Regions from separate parts of the Sus scrofa genome. Here all the other regions are linked to region 1. Evidence: chromatin contacts called from public HiChIP or PLAC-seq data. All regions are on one chromosome and are shown on one strand. The core of a region is the stretch at or near the end of the contact, and the rest is flanking DNA. Distances in the headings are between cores, read along the strand shown. Region 1 overlaps EFHB (EF-hand domain-containing family member B). Region 2 holds the start of KAT2B (histone acetyltransferase KAT2B). Region 3 overlaps KAT2B (histone acetyltransferase KAT2B).

Evidence for each region. HiChIP or PLAC-seq counts read pairs in DNA pulled down with a chosen protein or histone mark.
Region 2: an H3K27ac HiChIP or PLAC-seq map of alveolar macrophages shows a contact between it and region 1. The contact joins the promoter of KAT2B here to the enhancer-like site in region 1. A contact is called at or near these places in 1 of 5 promoter capture datasets (liver), 7 of 47 Hi-C or Micro-C datasets (alveolar macrophages, embryonic fibroblasts, epiblast stem cells and 3 more) and 2 of 2 datasets of contacts at active chromatin or transcription factors (alveolar macrophages and skeletal muscle).
Region 3: an H3K27ac HiChIP or PLAC-seq map of alveolar macrophages shows a contact between it and region 1. The contact joins two enhancer-like sites. A contact is called at or near these places in 1 of 5 promoter capture datasets (liver), 6 of 47 Hi-C or Micro-C datasets (alveolar macrophages, epiblast stem cells, fetal liver and 3 more) and 1 of 2 datasets of contacts at active chromatin or transcription factors (alveolar macrophages).

The regions. Positions count from the first base shown.
Region 1 is chr13:6,848,960-6,851,878 of Sscrofa11.1, forward strand. All of the region lies in intron 9 of EFHB (EF-hand domain-containing family member B), which reads right to left. Among named protein-coding and RNA genes, the nearest start is that of EFHB, 48 kb to the right of the region's middle. Within about 2 kb of position 1,517, at least 7 of the 83 cell types and tissues checked have an H3K27ac peak or open chromatin away from gene starts, as enhancers often do. A contact at or near this core is called in alveolar macrophages, embryonic fibroblasts and fetal liver, where this site is marked.
Region 2 is chr13:6,983,761-6,986,682 of Sscrofa11.1, forward strand. It overlaps KAT2B (histone acetyltransferase KAT2B), which reads left to right and starts at 1,391. Exons shown (of 19, transcript XM_021071366.1): 1 at 1,391-1,583; 2 at 1,586-1,776. The coding sequence starts at 1,475.
Region 3 is chr13:7,045,661-7,048,823 of Sscrofa11.1, forward strand. All of the region lies in intron 6 of KAT2B (histone acetyltransferase KAT2B), which reads left to right. Among named protein-coding and RNA genes, the nearest start is that of KAT2B, 62 kb to the left of the region's middle. Within about 2 kb of position 1,596, at least 14 of the 83 cell types and tissues checked have an H3K27ac peak or open chromatin away from gene starts, as enhancers often do. A contact at or near this core is called in alveolar macrophages and fetal liver, where this site is marked.

The sequences.
Region 1 (2,919 bases), core at 267-2,766:
CATCCTTGCTTTTTCCCTCCTCCATACCCCAACCTCAGCTGTTCTAAGGAGAATGATGACTAGGCATGGGACAAGATCTCCTTGTCCCCGAGGGGATCAAAGGCCACAAGCATCTATCCAAGCAGGGGAACTTCAGTGGGGAGAGACTCAAACTACTATGGCTTCGTTGGTTAAGGGTGCCAAAGTCATGCTCCAACCCAATCTGCAGGGAGAAGAGATGTCAGGATTCCGCTGGTGGGGCCTGTTCAAAGTGGAGAAGGAAAGTTTACAATATATTGAGAGTTCCCACTGTGGCTCAGCAGAAACAAACCTGACTAGTATCCATGAGGATGCGGGTTCCATCCCTGGCCTCGATCAGTGGGTTAAGGGTCTGGCATTTGCCGCGAGCTATGGTGTAGGTCACAGATGTAGCTCAGATCTGGCGTTGCTGTGGCTGTGGCATAGGCCTGCAGCTGTAGCTCCAATTTGACACCTAGTCTGAGAATTTCCATATGCCATAGGAGTGGCCCTAAAATATATTTTATATATATTTTTTAATAGATATATTTACTTTAAAATTACATATAATAATATATAATTATATATAATTTACATATAATTTATATATTAATATTACATTATTAATATATTATATATATATATATATAATTTGTGTGGCTTTCACACTGGATGTACAGTTGGTATGGATACTTTCCATGCCTGTATTGTAAATGTTTATAGACATTTGTGACCAAGAGAAGCCACATGTAGAGAATGCTAGTCCCCTTGGGGCCCCACAGCCCTAATGACCCCTTTGAGCTGCAAGTCTCTATCAGTAATGATTTTACCACTTAGATAGAGTCTCTGGGCCTGGTTCACTAATCTGAAACCTAATGGTCTTCACTGGTCTGCTGTGCCTTTCAACCCCAGTGAGAACTGTGAAGGACCAACAAAGGGCAGAGTCACTCTATTCAGGGGGCAGATTTCAAGGTTATTCTCATGTCTCTGGCCAGAACTCCTCTGGATAAATCTGTTATAGTTTTACTGATTCTTGGACTATTGCCAATAGCCTGCCTGTTTGGTTGCCACTTGGAAAACTGCAGACTGGAAGATTAAAGACAGCACCTTTTGAGTCTGAAAACTATGGAAGCAAATCACAGCTGCTGAGTGGATGATTCAGGTAATTCACATAGATGCCCAGGAAAGAGTCCATTCTTCATTGAGAATGACTGAAATCAAGCTTCAGATTGAGCCAGACCCGCGCAGATTGCCACCATCACTGCCTGGATCCATCACTGTTCCAGATATACACCCACCTTTAGACTGGGCACAAAGTAAAGCAGTTTGTGTTTCTGCGGGAGAGGCTACCACCACGTGCCAAACTTGTGACTCCTGCTACAAGCTGACCCATCTGGCTCATGGCCAGGGAGGACACATCACACACAGGGCATGGTCCCATGCTCCTGACATCCTGACTACACTGTCCCCTCTCAGAGTGGCTCATCCCACTGTTGACATATTTTCCATTTATGGAATTGCTATTACACACCAATCAGTCAGCTCCATCACGAGAGTATGGCCCATGAAATTAATCTGAGTCAAGTGCTGTGCTGTCTGGACCATTTTCAGTCTGACAGTGGTGTGCCTTATAGCACAAAGGTTACTCAACAGTGAGCTGTTAGCCAAGGCATTCAATGAACTTTTCCTGTTCCCAACCATCCACAGTCATCTGCTATTACCAAGCTTTGGAATAGCCTTCTCAAAAACCATCTACCTGGAAAACAAAAAACAAAAAACAAGAAAAACCCGTCTACCTGGACCTAGAAATTATCATGCTAAGTGAAGTTAGCCAACATCATATGCTATCACTTACATGTGGAATCTAGAAAAAGGACACGATGAACTTCTTTGCATAATAAACACTGACTCACAGACTTTGAAAAACTTATAGTTTCCAAAGGAGACAGGTTGGGGGTGGGGGGAGGGGCCTGAGGTTTGAGATGGAAATGCTACAAAATTGGGTTGTAATGATCACAATTACAACTATAAATGTAATAAAATTCATTGAGGAAAAAAAAATCTACCTTCCTCACCAGCTCCTGGCTCACAAGTCTTAGTAAACCAGTTTTGTCACTGGATGCCACTGTTCCCCAAAAGTAATTGTCCCATCCTGCGTAATAATTAGAATGGGAGGAGTTGGAATTATATATACTTGTTCTGAAAATTCGAGACTCTGCCGTGACCACTCTTTAACATGATAAGTTGCCTTTTTCTTCCCCCCTCTAGATTTTAAGTTCCCTGAGTGGAAAGTCTACACCTTATCTTGAGTAATGTTTGATGCACTGCGAGTGTTCACAAATAACATAATTAATCTTCTAAGCCAAGAAGATTTCATTTAGGAAATCAGTTTATTTGTTCTGTTTTATTTTTCTTTTCAATTAAATTAAATCTGGGCATTCAACGGTATAAGATTCAAATCATCAAAAACCATCCTACAGCTGTACTAAGAAGACCCATATTTTATTACCCTCTGAGAAAAAAAAGCTCCTCAAGGACACCAAGCACTACATTGTGAATATTAAAAGTTAACTATTTAAAAGGTATATCAGCATTAAATAATTCTCAGTAATTTTCTCTTAGTAATTTAATTTTATCATAAGGAATGCGCCTGGTGGTTCACTAAGATAATCAACAGCTATTAAGATGATCGTCTTGCCTATAATTACATTTAAAATGAAAAATTTTTAGGAAGCAGAGCATTATGCATTCTGCTAGGTTTTCTTATTCACACCCCTACTATGTAAATTTCCCCAATACCATCTTTGTAGATACTTGGATTTGAGTAAAATTTAAAGTATACTTGTTTTTGGCCCCACTCACTGCATGTGAAAGTTCCCAGACCAGGGATCGAACCCACACCACAGTAACAAGCTGAGCTGC
Region 2 (2,922 bases), core at 141-2,640, 130 kb after region 1:
AAAAAAAAAAACCAAAACAAACACGAAAACCCACACACATTATGACCCATATTACATAAAAATTATGACTCATATTACAAAAGCAGGGCATTTGTGACAGGTCCTGAGATATAGCCCTGTGTTTTCAAAAACTGCTCTAGAGAGGCAGACCAAAGGTGCACAGCTTTCAAATGAAAAACTGAAACGTGTTCTCTGAATTACTAAACACCACCCTCATTGTCATCAACAATGAAAACGGTAGCTTTCAACAGTTTCAACAAAGTTGAAAATGCTGAGTTGAGTTTTTCAGTTTTTTGTTTTGTTTTTGTTTTTAAGTTTGAAGCCAAAACCAACACATTCTTTTGGACGCTGCTGAAGTTTTTTTTCATGGTTAATATGCATGCTGGTGATATCAATTCTGAAAACTATGCAACATTATAGAAAAAAAAGTAACAAGGTTATAGTCCCACCCTGCGGAGATGAGTCCTGTTAACGAACTTTTCCCACTGCGAGTAGCTTTCATTCTAATAGTGCTTTTTGGACTAGCATTCTTTTTAACAACCAGCACTTTCAAACAAAAATTACAGAAAATATCGATTAACAGTCTTTTCCTTTCTCTGGCTGGTGGGATCTAGAAATTGCTTATAGGAAGAAACTGTTCTTAAAGGAAAGAAGTTGGGCAGAAAAGTATCTAAAAAGAGAAATGGAAAACATCACGCTTTTATTTTGGTTGAATTACCAACAAAGAAAAGGATTAGCACGGACGGGTACTTTTCAAAAATATTTTTTTTTTCCCTCTGGCTCCCGCTAGGGTGGAGGAAGTTGTCTTCGTTCTGCGAAAGGGTGGAATAGTGGGGAGGGACAGATGATGGGAGTCTCTCCCCCCCCTGCCGCCCCCGGCGACCCCATCCTAGGCGGGGTCGGCTGGGTAAGGGGGACTGCTGAGATGGAGGCGGCCAGCAGGTGCCTGGGCGCCGGCCCCTACCCTCCTTCTCGTCCCCCCCACCTCCGGCTTGGCCTCGCCCCCTGGCGGGCGAGCGCCTGGTGCCAGGCGCCGGGTGGGGGGTGCACGCCCCGCAGGCAGCGGGAAGCTACCGGGGTGGGGGGAGTGCCTGGCCCGACCTTCCTCCGGAGCCAGCACCCGCCGCAGGCACCCCGGGAACATGTCCGCGGCCCGCGCGCGGAGCGGGGCCCCGGGGAGAAGAGCCAGGGGAGGGCGGGCGCAGTGGCGGCGGCGGCGGCCGTGGAGCCGCTAGTCCCCTCCCTCCGGGGGGAGCAGCTGCCGCCGCCACCACCACCGTCAGCGCGCGGGCCGCGGCCGGAGCGAGCCGGGCGGGCGGTGCGCGGGGAGGGCGGGGGCGGGGAGGGGGGTGGGCGCAGGGGCGGGAGGGCGCGGGGGGAGGGTCTCGCGCTCCCGGCGACCAGAGCCCGAGAGAGAGACCCTGGCGGCGGCGGCGCCTGACACTCGGCGCCTCCTGCCGTGCTCCGGGGCGGCATGTCCGAGGCTGGCGGGGCCGGGCCGGGCGGCGGCGGGGCGGGGGCCGGGGCGGGGGCTGGGCTCGGGGCGCTACCCCCGCCGCCCCCCGCGCCGCCGCCTGCGCCCCCGCAGGCTCCCCTTGCGCCGCCGCCGCCGGGGGCTCGGGTGCCTGCGGACCGGCGACGGCGGTGGCGGCGGCGGGCACAGCCGAGGGACCGGGAGGCGGCGGCTCGGCCCGGATCGCGGTGAAGAAGGCGCAACTGCGCTCCGCTCCGCGGGCCAAGAAACTGGAGAAACTCGGAGTGTACTCCGCCTGCAAGGTACGCGCTCCGCTCGGGGCCCGCCCGAGGAGCAGCGGCCAGGCCCGCAGGACCCCACCCCCTCCCCTTCCCGCCCCCACCTCCCGCCTCCCGCCTGGGGCCGCTGCACCGCGGAAGTGCTGCTGTGCCCGCGCCCAATTAGCAGCTTCTCGGACCAGAGTCCTGTCGGGAGGGAGAATTGATCTCCGCGACGGAGAGCCTTTCCTTCCTTCCCTTTGGAAAGAGTTGCCGCTGCGTTCGCGCTCCTGGGCTGCCCTGGGGCTTTGTTGCTCTGTAGGAGCTCGCCGGAGGCGCCTTCCTGGGAGTGGAGCTGGGCTCACTGTGCGGCGAGCGCCCTAGGGCCAAAAAAACATCTTTGGGGATCTGAGCGTCCCCTCTCCGCCCTCCTTTCCCTGTGCTCCGTGGGGCGGAGCTGGGTGGAAGGAGTGTGGCTGGAGTGGGATCCCTGACTCCCAGCGCTTTGGGAGCTCTAAGGGGCGGAACGCGCAGGGTGGGAAGTTGGGTGCAGCCCGAGGCAGGGTCTTAGAGCTGCGGGCGCCCTCCGCGGACGGCAGAGGCGTTAAGGTGCGCGGTGACAGCCCCGTCATTATTGTATTATTACTTGTTTAGTTGAATCGCCAGCCTCTCGGGGTGTAAACAGGATTTGGCAAGGTGACAGCCCAGCGCGGCGGGCGCTACTGCTCAGTTTGAGAACGCGCGTTTCTCGCCATCCCGTTTCCATGCCAGCTCTGGGCACCCAGTCACCCCTGAGCTGCGGATCCAGATGTGGGCGCCGAGCTTCTGGAGTGGCGACATTGGCCGAGGCCGCGGGGCAGGCTGGCCCTGCGCTGTCAGCAGCGGCTTTGTTTTGACAGGGTGACAGCTGAGGGGGGCGGGGACTTGGCCTTGTCAGCTCCTGCGGCCTGTGGCCGAGGCGGGGAAGAGACACACACACACACACACACACACACACACCTCCCCTGTATTCCTCCCGCCTGCTGCAAAACGGGGTCCAGTTCCCAGATTCCAGATCTCCACAGCCTAGCTGCAGCAGGTCACGTCTGAATTTTGGTGAAAGATTATTAACCCTGTTAGAACCCCTCTCCCTGGTGTTGCTGCTTTTAGAGCTTCTCCACTGCAATGGAATGCCTGTACTTTCCCTTTTCC
Region 3 (3,163 bases), core at 346-2,845, 200 kb after region 1:
GGTCAAATCAGAACTTCAGCTGCAGACCTACTCCACAGTCGTGGCAACACTGGATTCGAGCTGCATCCTCAGCTTGCAACAACATGGGATCTTTAACCCATTAAGTGAAGCCAGGGATTGAACGTGCATCCTCATTACACTGAGCCACAATGGGAACTCCTAAACTTTTTTTTTTTTTTTTTTTAAAGAAGGGTCACCATAGTCCCAGTACCATGGTGGAACTTATATCATTTTATATATTGTCTTACAGTCTTTGTCCTTTAAATAGATGTTTTACAGTAGTCAGAATGAAAGAAAAAGTAGAATTTGCATCCTTTTTGTCCTCCATTTGAACATTTTACCGGTTATATGAGAGTCTGCTGAGTTGAGTTACTGTGATTTACCTAATCATTTCCCTCTTTGTGGACATTCGACTCTGCAACTATTTTTGGATTACACATTCTATTTCCTAAAGTGGGAATTTATTTTTATTACCTATGAATTGCAGAATAATAGAATTGTGTTTAAGAGTCATAAACGTAGGCCATATAAAATAGAATGACCTGCATTTATTTTTAAGTAAGAGAATGACTTGGATTGTCCATTCTAGTCACCATTTTTTTTTATAACTTTTCCTTTTATATTTTATAGGCACATTAAACTTGTGTCTGTGGTTTTCTTTTTTCTTTCTCCTGATTTAAAATAGGCAGTGTTTTTTTGACAGCCTATAAAGACTGCTTATACCCAGGTTATTTTCTGTAACAGCAGATGACATGTAGGAATGGGTGCACTTTAAGATCAGCTCTCTCCTCTGTTAACTGACCTGATTTCATGAGTAAAACCCCCTTTCTCCTCTCCTCCCTCCTTTTACAGTATATACAATTTGAACTGTAAAGTATTTTCTCTTAATAAATTGACTTTTACAGGAATTACAGATTTCTTTTTTTAAATTAAATCTTCATTTTTACACCTTCATTTCAGAGTTTTGCATTAATAGGAGTCTCTATATTATTGTTACTCTTGTTTATAATAAATTAATAGCACTGTCAAAAATATATTTTAACTCGATCTGTGAGTGATTGACAGAGCTCAGTATTTGTCAAAGTTAACCCCATGAAAGTATTTGCCATTCTTCAAAGAGGAGAATTGTTTCATCAAGGGGAATTCGAAGTTCCTGTTGTGGTGCAGTGGGTTAAGAATCCCACTGGTGCAGCAGCTCTGGTCACTGTGGAGACAATGTGTTCGATCCCCTGCCCAGTAGGTTAAAGGATCCAGTGTTGCTGCAGCTGTGGTGTAGGGAACTTCCCTATGCCATGGGTACGGCTATTAAAAAAAAAAAAAAAAAAAAAGAATTAAATGTGAAGCAGCATGGGAGTTAATGCTGTATTTTGGAAACAGAATAAAAACACTAGGTAGCATTTGGGAATTAGCAAGAAATGGGTGGCACTTATAGATACTTAAGGAGTCAGAAAAATAGAAGTCGAGTTCTGGAATGAGTGATGGGTTTGAACTATGGCTCCATTGCTCCCCAGTTCTGTGTGCCTTAGACCAGTCACTTCACCTCCTTGACCTTCTGTTTCTTTCTCTGCTCAGTCCCATGGGTGTTATGTGTTCCTGGAGCTGGTCTGTGCGTGGTGTCTGGCACACCGCATGGGTGCTGGGAAGATGCTAGTCATGCTTTTCCTCCCACACATGTACTCCAAAATTCAGTCACTGCCAACGTGCGCCTCTTAAACTAGAGCATGTACACGGAATGAGAGTGTCATAAGATAACAGGGCAGAGAAGACAGCAGCGTCTTGCTCACCCCGCCTCCCCAGCCTGTGGAAGAGTGGGGTCCTATGTGGTGAAGGGAAGCCGCAGAGAGGCTGAAATGAGTCTGTCCTGCCGAACGCTGCAAGCTGCTGATTTCTAGGCGGGACGGAGACTAGGAGCCTCAGTGGATGAAAAAAAGGAAATGAAGTTTCACACATCACTCCCCCACTTCCCCCAGCATCATGCCCTGTTGATGAAGAAAGGGAAGCAGAGAGAAACAAGCTGGGAACATTCTGAGAAGCAAGACTTGTTTCCGAGTCAAGCTTCGCTGTCATGACCACTTGGGAATTGAAAAAAACCACAGGCCGCAGCACCACGGGGCCTTGCTGATACCATCTTTTCAAAAATGGGTCCTGTTACAGCTGCAGGCACCACGGGGCCTTATCTTGATGTGTAAGCGAACCTCAGGACCTGGATGGCTGGTTCAGTATGTAATTTCTGGCTGTCATAGCCATCGGAACAGAGGGGCTGAGACTTGTGGAGCTCACAACAGCCTGATGATGGGGAGAGACAGAATTCTCCATGGAAAAGACTGGACTTAGAAAATAATTAGGTTTCTGATAAAGCTGATCCCTAGGATTTATCCAAAAAAATTTTTTTTTTTTTTTGCTTTTTAGGGCTGCACCTGCGGCATATGGAAGTTCATAGGTTGAATAGGAGCTACAGCTGCCAGCCTACACCACAACCAGAGCAACGCGGGATCCGAGCCTCGTCTTCAACCTACCCCACAGCTCATGGCAACACCAAATCCCCGACCCACTGAGCAAGGCCAGGGATTGAACCCGAATCCTCATGGGTACTAGTTGGATTGGTTTCCATGCGCCACAAGGAGAATTTTTTTATCCCCTGATAAAAAATTAAATGCAGACCGAGCAGTAGAACTCCTTAAGTTGCTTTTGTTCTCTGTCCTGAATTAAGGAAAAATATACCTTTTTTTTTTTTTTTTTTTTTTTTTTTGCCATGCCTGCAGCATGCAGAAGTTCCCAGGCCAGGAATTGAACCCATGCCATAACAATGACAGAGGCATAGCAGTGACCATGTCAGATCCTTAACCCATTAAGCCACCAGGGAACTCCTATTCATGTTGTAAAGAAAGTGAGGTGGAGAATTCCCATGTGGCTCAGCAGGTTAAGGATCTGACATTGTCACTGCTGTGGTTTGGGCCATTGCCACGGCATGGGTTAAATCCTTGGCCCAGGAACTTCTGCAAGCTCGAGGGCATGGCCAAACATAAAAAATAAAAGGAAAGAAAGGTGGTTGCAAATTGTCAGGATGCTGTAAAAAGTCTGAGAGTTGTTTGAACAATTAGTTAACTGCATACATATCCCATCTGTTATGCATAAAAAATGAATGAGCTGTCCTGTCACTTCT